Regions from separate parts of the Zea mays genome. Here region 2 is linked to region 1. Evidence: chromatin contacts called from public Hi-C data. All regions are on one chromosome and are shown on one strand. The core of a region is the stretch at or near the end of the contact, and the rest is flanking DNA. Distances in the headings are between cores, read along the strand shown.

Region 1 (3,687 bases), core at 833-3,332:
CTGCAGAACGTACGTCAAAAGATAAAGATCGTTTAATTAATTGTTATGGCATGCATAATAAAAAAATATGTGTATATCACAACAGTAAGAGATGAAGGGCATGTTTGGTTCACGGCTAACTGTGTCACACTTTGCCTAAGGTTAGTCGTCCGAATTGAAGAACTAACCTTAGTTAGAAAAGTTAGGCAAAGTGTGACAAGTTATGCAGTAAACCAAAAAAGCTCGAAATGTTCTAGTCCTAGGATCAAAGCCGTCGGACATAAGCACAAAACCGTTGGAGATATATAATGAACCAACATGAATTCTACAAGCATGCATGGTTCAATATAATCATTTTAAATTTACATATAGTACTACAGATGCATGGATGTCGTTCGGATGATAGTTAGAAGAGACAAGCACGCACCATTCAGCATTAACAAATAAAAACAAATACGTAATTAACGATATTGATTCATTGTATTCAGTATGATTGCTAGCTGCAGTATATACCATTGCTTGTCAACTTTCAACATCCCCGTCCCCGGATAGCATGCATGCATATATGCATAAGGCCCTGTTCGTGAACAACGTTTTGGAAAACCATAGTTTTTGAAATATTACATTATAATTTAATCAAGACAATACTACAGTTTAAAATATTATGGTTTAAAAAACTAAGGTCTAAACCTAAGTTTAGAATATTCTAAATAACAGCAGCCAAATGCAAGCGCGCGCTCATATACATAGTGGATTGTTTTTTTTTTGTGTATTATATTCATCCTTAAATTATGGCATTTTGCATTTGTTTTAAGCCAGATCTCTCTAACAATTTTGACCAAACTCATATAAATCATAACAGGATCAACAGTTTAATGCAACGTTGCGGTCAACCACCAGCTCGGACTCCCTCCTAGCTAGATAGCCCTTTCAAATGAACAGTGTTTATTTGGCCGTGTACCACACCTCTAGCTAATGCTAATCCAACCATCAGTTGACGACTTGTAGTTGTTAGTGCGGGCTAGCTGGAGCACGTCGTACGAACGAACTGGATGATGGATTGCACCCATCGCGTTTGACAAATTGAACAGGAAATGATAAAATTTGCTGAGAGTAGGTGACGATGGATGGGGCGTGGTAATACTACTCACTCTTGAAGAGGTGGTTCTCGAGGCTCCCCTTAGGCATGTACTCGTAGACCAGCAGGCGGTGCTCCTCCTCGCTGCAGTAGCCGACGAGCCTGACGAGGTTGGGGTGGCGCAGCTGGCCCAGGAAGATGACCTCCGACAGCCACTCCTTGTGGCCCTGCGTGCCCTCGGGGTCCCACAGCTTGACGGCGATCTGCTGCGAGCGGAGCCCCGGCTTGGCGCCCTCGGCCACGGCGCCCCTGTACACGGGGCCGAACCCGCCCTCGCCCAGGAAGTTGCTGTCCACGAACCCCTGCGTCGCAGCCTTCAGCTCCCCCACCGTGAACACATGCAGGTTCGACCCGGCCAGCGACACCGACAGGTCCTGGTCCGACGCCGTGCTCATCACGTCCGTCAGCGACAGCCGCTGGTGCTGCAGCCCCGTCGACGACGACGGCGCGGGGGACGGCGGCGCCGCCCGCCCCTGCTGCGTGGACGACCGCGGCTGGACCTTGTTCTTCCGCCGCCTGCTCCCGGACGCGGCCCCGCCCAGGCACCCGCGGAACAGGAACTGCCACGCCGACACCGGCTTCTGCTTCAGCTGCTGCGACTTCTTCTTGTTGGATGACCTCGCCATCGTCGATCTGTCTATCTATCTATGCCACGCACGCACACCATGCAACAGGTTTGAGCTCAAGCACGAGGCCGATCGATGGACAGGCTCGCTAGCAGCTATCTAGGTCGTCGAGTAGGCGCGGCGCGCGTGTGGGTGTTGTGTGGTGGTGGTGGCCGAGGAAATGAGAAGCACATGGATGAGTATTTGTAGAGGCCGGCTCGGCCCGCGGTGAAGCATAGCTACCTACCAACCAAAACCATGCCGAGTAAAATGGATGGCGCGTTGGTTGAGCCGATCGGCTTTCCGTTCCAGTCCACAGCAGACAGAAGACATATCGCCGCGCTGACCGCTGACTTGACAGCTCAACGCCTCGATCGCATGCATATGTGCGCCCCACCGGCCCTCCCAGCCGTGGATTTCCAGTTTTCCTATGCTTCGATTTCCTTTCTTCCTGTCTTTTCCTCAATTTCACAACACTTTTTTTTTTCCTTTTTGGCTGCCGATACATAGTAGCTAGCTTTCATGTTGTTCAAAAAAAAAAAAATAGAGATGCGCACACGGATAAAAAAAACCCATCCGATTTGTTGAACACTGAAAATATCCTTGTGGACAGTCCAGGCCCGCGGTTCGGACTATCCGTCGTAGCAGCGCAGAATCGATTATGGCTTCGGATTTCTTGCAAGATTTGTTAGCTAAACCTGCGGAATTGACTCGGGAACCGACTTGTAACGGGTACAAACCTCCCTCTTTATATAGATGAAGGGCTACGACCGATAAAACCCCTAAAATCGATCCAATCAATTATACTTATCGTTTTTACTTTATACATTAGAAGTAACTCTAGTTTAGCCCAAGTTTAGCATCCTCTACCTCAAACCTTCACCTCTCTTCGGCTCTACGTCGACTAGAGGCGTCTCGGGCGGCCTACCGACACCAAGACACACCGGTATCTACTAAAATCAGGCCTCAAATGGTCGGTTCTAAAGATCACATCGATATTTCCTCGGACAATATCCTAAAGTCGGTTGTTGAAAGTCTGACGGCTGAGGGACAACTTCAATACGAAGACTACATGCGTCAAGCGAAGGAGAAATTCTTGTCACAATACACGGTGGATCGCCAGCAGAAGGTTGTCAAATATGGAGAGACCGACGTTGCATCTCTTTTATCTTCGCTTCAAGTCCCCAACGTAAGAAAACCCCACGACATCCAATCTATTAAACATTATGTAGATCAGCAACATAATCAAATGAAACAACATATTGGCGGGTTAGAATAATCAATTAGAAAATTAACACGTGCGTTGGAGAAGTCTATTGCTCCTAGTTTTCCATCATATGAAACTAGTAATAGGATATCGATATCTAATACATCGGCAACAAATATGGATTCGCAGCCCCAACCATTATATGGTATGCCGATGAACTAATATCCAGGGCAAATACCACCACTGTCGTCCCTGCTTGACAGATCGACGCCCCTAGACACGGTCGGACCGTCCGAGCTTTTGCCAGGACAGTCCGGCCCTTACGCGGACCCTCCGTCTTTCCGTGCCGGACAGTCCGAGGATGCACCAGGACCACCGCGTGGTGCCCTAATATTAGCGAACACAACCGGCCAGTTTGGATTTATCACATGACAAACCGGATACACATACTCAGAAACTACTGTTGCACACTATGCACCAAATTATTACACACCACAACAGCATTATATTCTGCCCCTATATATTTGTCGGGGACCATAATTAGGGGTACCCTCAAGACGCCTAATTCTCAGCTGGTAACCCCCATCAGCATAAAGCTGCAGAGGCCTAATGGGTGCGATTAAGTCAGGGATCAGTCCATACGAGCGACTCGATCACGCCTCGTCCGAGCCTAGCCTCGGACAAGGGCAGCCGACCCCGAGGGATTTCCGTCTCGCCCGAGGCCCCCCTTTAACGGCGGACACATCACCGGCTCGCCC
Region 2 (3,445 bases), core at 534-3,033, 190 kb after region 1:
AGGACAGCGCCGCCTGTGTCGCTCCGACTGCTGTGCCACTCGACAGAGTGAGGCTGACAGCAGCCAAGTCCGGCCTCGGGCGCCATAGGAAGCTCCGCCTCGCCCGACCCCAGGGCTCGGACTCGGCCTCGGCCCCAGAAGACGACGAACTCCGACTCGCCCGACCCCAGGGCTCGGACTCGGCCTCGGCCCTAGAAGACGATGAACTCCGCCTCGCCCGACCCAGGGCTCGGACTCGGCCTCGACCTCGGAAGACAGACTCGACCTCGACCTCGGAGGAGCCTCCGCCTCACCCTACCCAGGGCTCGGACCGACCACGTCACAGGAGGGGCCATCATTATCCTACCCCTAGCTAGCTCTGGCTACGGGGAACAAGACCGGCGTCCCATCTGGCGCGCCCCGGTAAAACAAATAATGATGGCGCCCCGCATGCTCCATGACGACGGTGGCTCTCAGCCCCCTTACGGAAGCAAGGAGACGTCAGCAAGGACTCGACAGCCCCGACAGATGTCCTTCCGCAAGGCTCCAGCGCTCCTCCGACGGCCACGACATCACACGAACAGGGTGCCAAAACCTCTCCGGCTGCCACGACGACATGTACTTACGGCACTAGCTCCTCTCTGCTAGACACGTTAGCACGCTGCTACATCTCCCATTGTACACCTGGACCCTCTCCTTACGCCTATAAAAGGAAGATCTAGGGCCCTCTTACGAGGGTTGGCCGTGCGGGGAGGACGGGACGGCGCGCGCGTAAGCCTCTCGCTCCCTCCCACGCGGACGCTTGTAACCCCCTACTGCAAGCGCACCCGACCTGGGCGCGGGACAAACACGAAGGCCGCGGGTTTCCCCTTTTACGCCTGTCTCCCTCCGGCTTTCCCCCGTTCGCGCTCCGTCTCGCGCCGACCCATCTGGGCTGGGGCACGCGGCGACAATTTACTCGTCGGTCCAGGGACCCCCCGGGGTCAAAACGCTGACAATACTAGATACATACATGCACGTGGGAGCACCAGATCCACCGACGAGGCTACAAGATCGATGAGGAAACGATGCAACGAGAGGAGACACAGACACTAGAGCGACCAGATCGAGGATTAGGGTTATGGAGAGGGTCATCGGAGGGATATGAGAGGAGGAGGATTAGAGCACCGGTCACCAGAGCGTCAGATCTGTCGATGGTCGACACAGGCTCACCGGCGTATTCCTCGGATGGGGGGGAGCCGTCGAGCAAAGCGGAGCAGATGAGGGAGAGGCGGAGTGCGGGTGTGTGAGAGAGACGCGAGAGGGGAAGGGGATTAGGTTTAGGTTTCGCTTGGGAACGGGGGCCGAGGGGTGGCAGCGGTAGGTATTTAGCCTATCGGGTTGTTCCCGGGCCGCCCCTTTAACCGTGTCGAGCCCGTGCCTGCACTGTGGGCCGACCAGCCTATCCAAGCACGACACTGTGCCTGTGCCGGGCCATGCTCGTGACGGGCCTCTACAGTGCCAGGCCATAGGCTGTCCGTCGGTCGGCCCGTTTAGACAAGTATAACGTAGAGACCAGGTAGACGACGATACTAAGAGTAATAAAAGAAAAATATATAGGTCGCTTCCCGCTCTCGCACAAAACATGCCACAGCATACCAAGATGGTCACAGAATATGACGTATGGAAGTTGGATACATATATGCATAATGATGTGGGCGCCGATCGAGTTTGGAGCTCTGTCTGATGTGTACACGCTCTGTCTGATGTGGACGCGCTCATGTTTAGCACGCAGCGCAGCGCATGCACAGGGAACAGGACAGCGACGGACAGACGCTGAGCGATCGAGCACAAGAAAACGAAAGGGGTGGAGATTGTAGTTGTATAGATGGTAGCCTCTCCTCCTTTTCTGGGTTCTGAAAAAGGTGGCGACGATCGAGACTTGGACAGACAAATGTGTGAACATGCATGCATGGAACGACTAGCAGCAGTAGAAAGGGCAGAGGCGTCGTTCCTGGGGACACAACACGACATCGAAAGCAAAGCGTCTCACTCTCATCAGGTTCAGCAGCAGCTGCCTTCTTCTTCGCTGTAGTCTGCAGGCTATGGACGGAGAGAAACAAACAAAGCACGGCATGAAAACAACAGAGACGACCTTGCGAATAACCTTGATGTGTGTGCATCACGCTCATCTGTATAGTTTAACGAGCGCAGCTGCTGGGTATGTCACGTACGTCACCGAGAATGACACGCATGCACCAAACGAAACTTATACATGTGTATCGTACGTGGTCAATAACAAAGCGTACGTCTTATATATACTAGGCTAACAAAGCGTTTGGTTTATCAGTAGCGGCATTAAACACGCCTAGAGCTAGCTAGACCTAGACCTAGACGACTCGTTCGTCTCACACCAAACACACACACACGTATACTGCGATGTTTACATATCCATGAGAAGCATATGAGAAATTACTTAAACCAGCTCATCCACTGCATGCATGCATGAGTAACGCCGGGCGCGTGGTGATCGGTATGAACTCTGCCACCCCCCGCGCGCCGGCAGCAGGTTGGCTTTGACGACGGCCGATCAATCTCGGTCGAGTCCAGTGCTGATGGCGTCAGTGTAGTGGATGCGTGGAACCAACATATATATATATACCATATGCGCAGCTAGCACGCGCTGAACCTGTCAACCGTGTGTGTGAAACAATGCGGCCGCGTTCTGCTACACACATACCGGCTGGGAGAGAGGGTACATCACACGGTTTATTAACATCAGCATGACATATCTATGCTGTCATTAATTGGGGCGTGCTAACCTCTAATTTTTTTTGTTTTGATTTTCACATGTTGATTTCTTCATCGCCTTTCCCTTAGTTTATCCTATGTCAACCGATAGTATACTACCACTATGCTATAAGTGTTTTTCTGCTTGTCCAACCTACTACATCTACATCTATATATGACTATATCTACATCAACATCTATATCTATATCTATATCTATATCTACATCAACATCAACATCTATATCTATATCTATATCTATATATCTATACATAATACATATTAAAGAGCAAAAAAAAATTTCTTCTATCTATCCATTATACTTTCTAAAGTACCCTCATGTTTCTTATAATTTTTATTTTGGTCCAGAATTATAACTCATGCTCAAGGCTATCTCCGGCAGCCTTTCTACCACACTCCCTATCTCACCCTCTATTTTAATTTTCACTTTATAAACAGTGCAATCTACAGTGTAAAACAGTGTTTTGCACGCCCATATACACGCTCCGCTGGAGATGACCTTATACGCGTTAGAACTGCACACATTTATTTTGTGCATCGAGACCTATTACAATGTTTGATTCTAAATACATATTGGAGTCAATGATACAACTGCTACATTAATCTTCGAGCCACATGCGGTTCAGGTGGCCGCTCAATACATAAGAGCAAGTTTAATAATATAGCTAACCACTGGC

The links. A called contact is a pair of places that touch in the nucleus more often than the background predicts.
Region 2: a contact with region 1 is called in a Hi-C map of endosperm, with 3 times the contacts expected there. The contact joins the enhancer-like site here to the promoter of LOC103636168 in region 1. A contact is called at or near these places in 4 of 25 Hi-C or Micro-C datasets (bundle sheath, ear, endosperm and 1 more).

The regions. Positions count from the first base shown.
Region 1 is chr1:71,294,728-71,298,414 of Zm-B73-REFERENCE-NAM-5.0, forward strand. LOC103636168 (serine/threonine-protein kinase) reads right to left here and starts at 2,083. Exons shown (of 3, transcript XM_008658520.4): 1 at 1,131-2,083. The coding sequence starts at 1,743.
Region 2 is chr1:71,489,533-71,492,977 of Zm-B73-REFERENCE-NAM-5.0, forward strand. No RefSeq gene overlaps it. Among protein-coding and RNA genes, the nearest start is that of LOC109943428, 53 kb to the right of the region's middle. Within about 2 kb of position 1,784, at least 13 of the 20 cell types and tissues checked have an H3K27ac peak or open chromatin away from gene starts, as enhancers often do. A contact at or near this core is called in bundle sheath, endosperm and leaf, where this site is marked.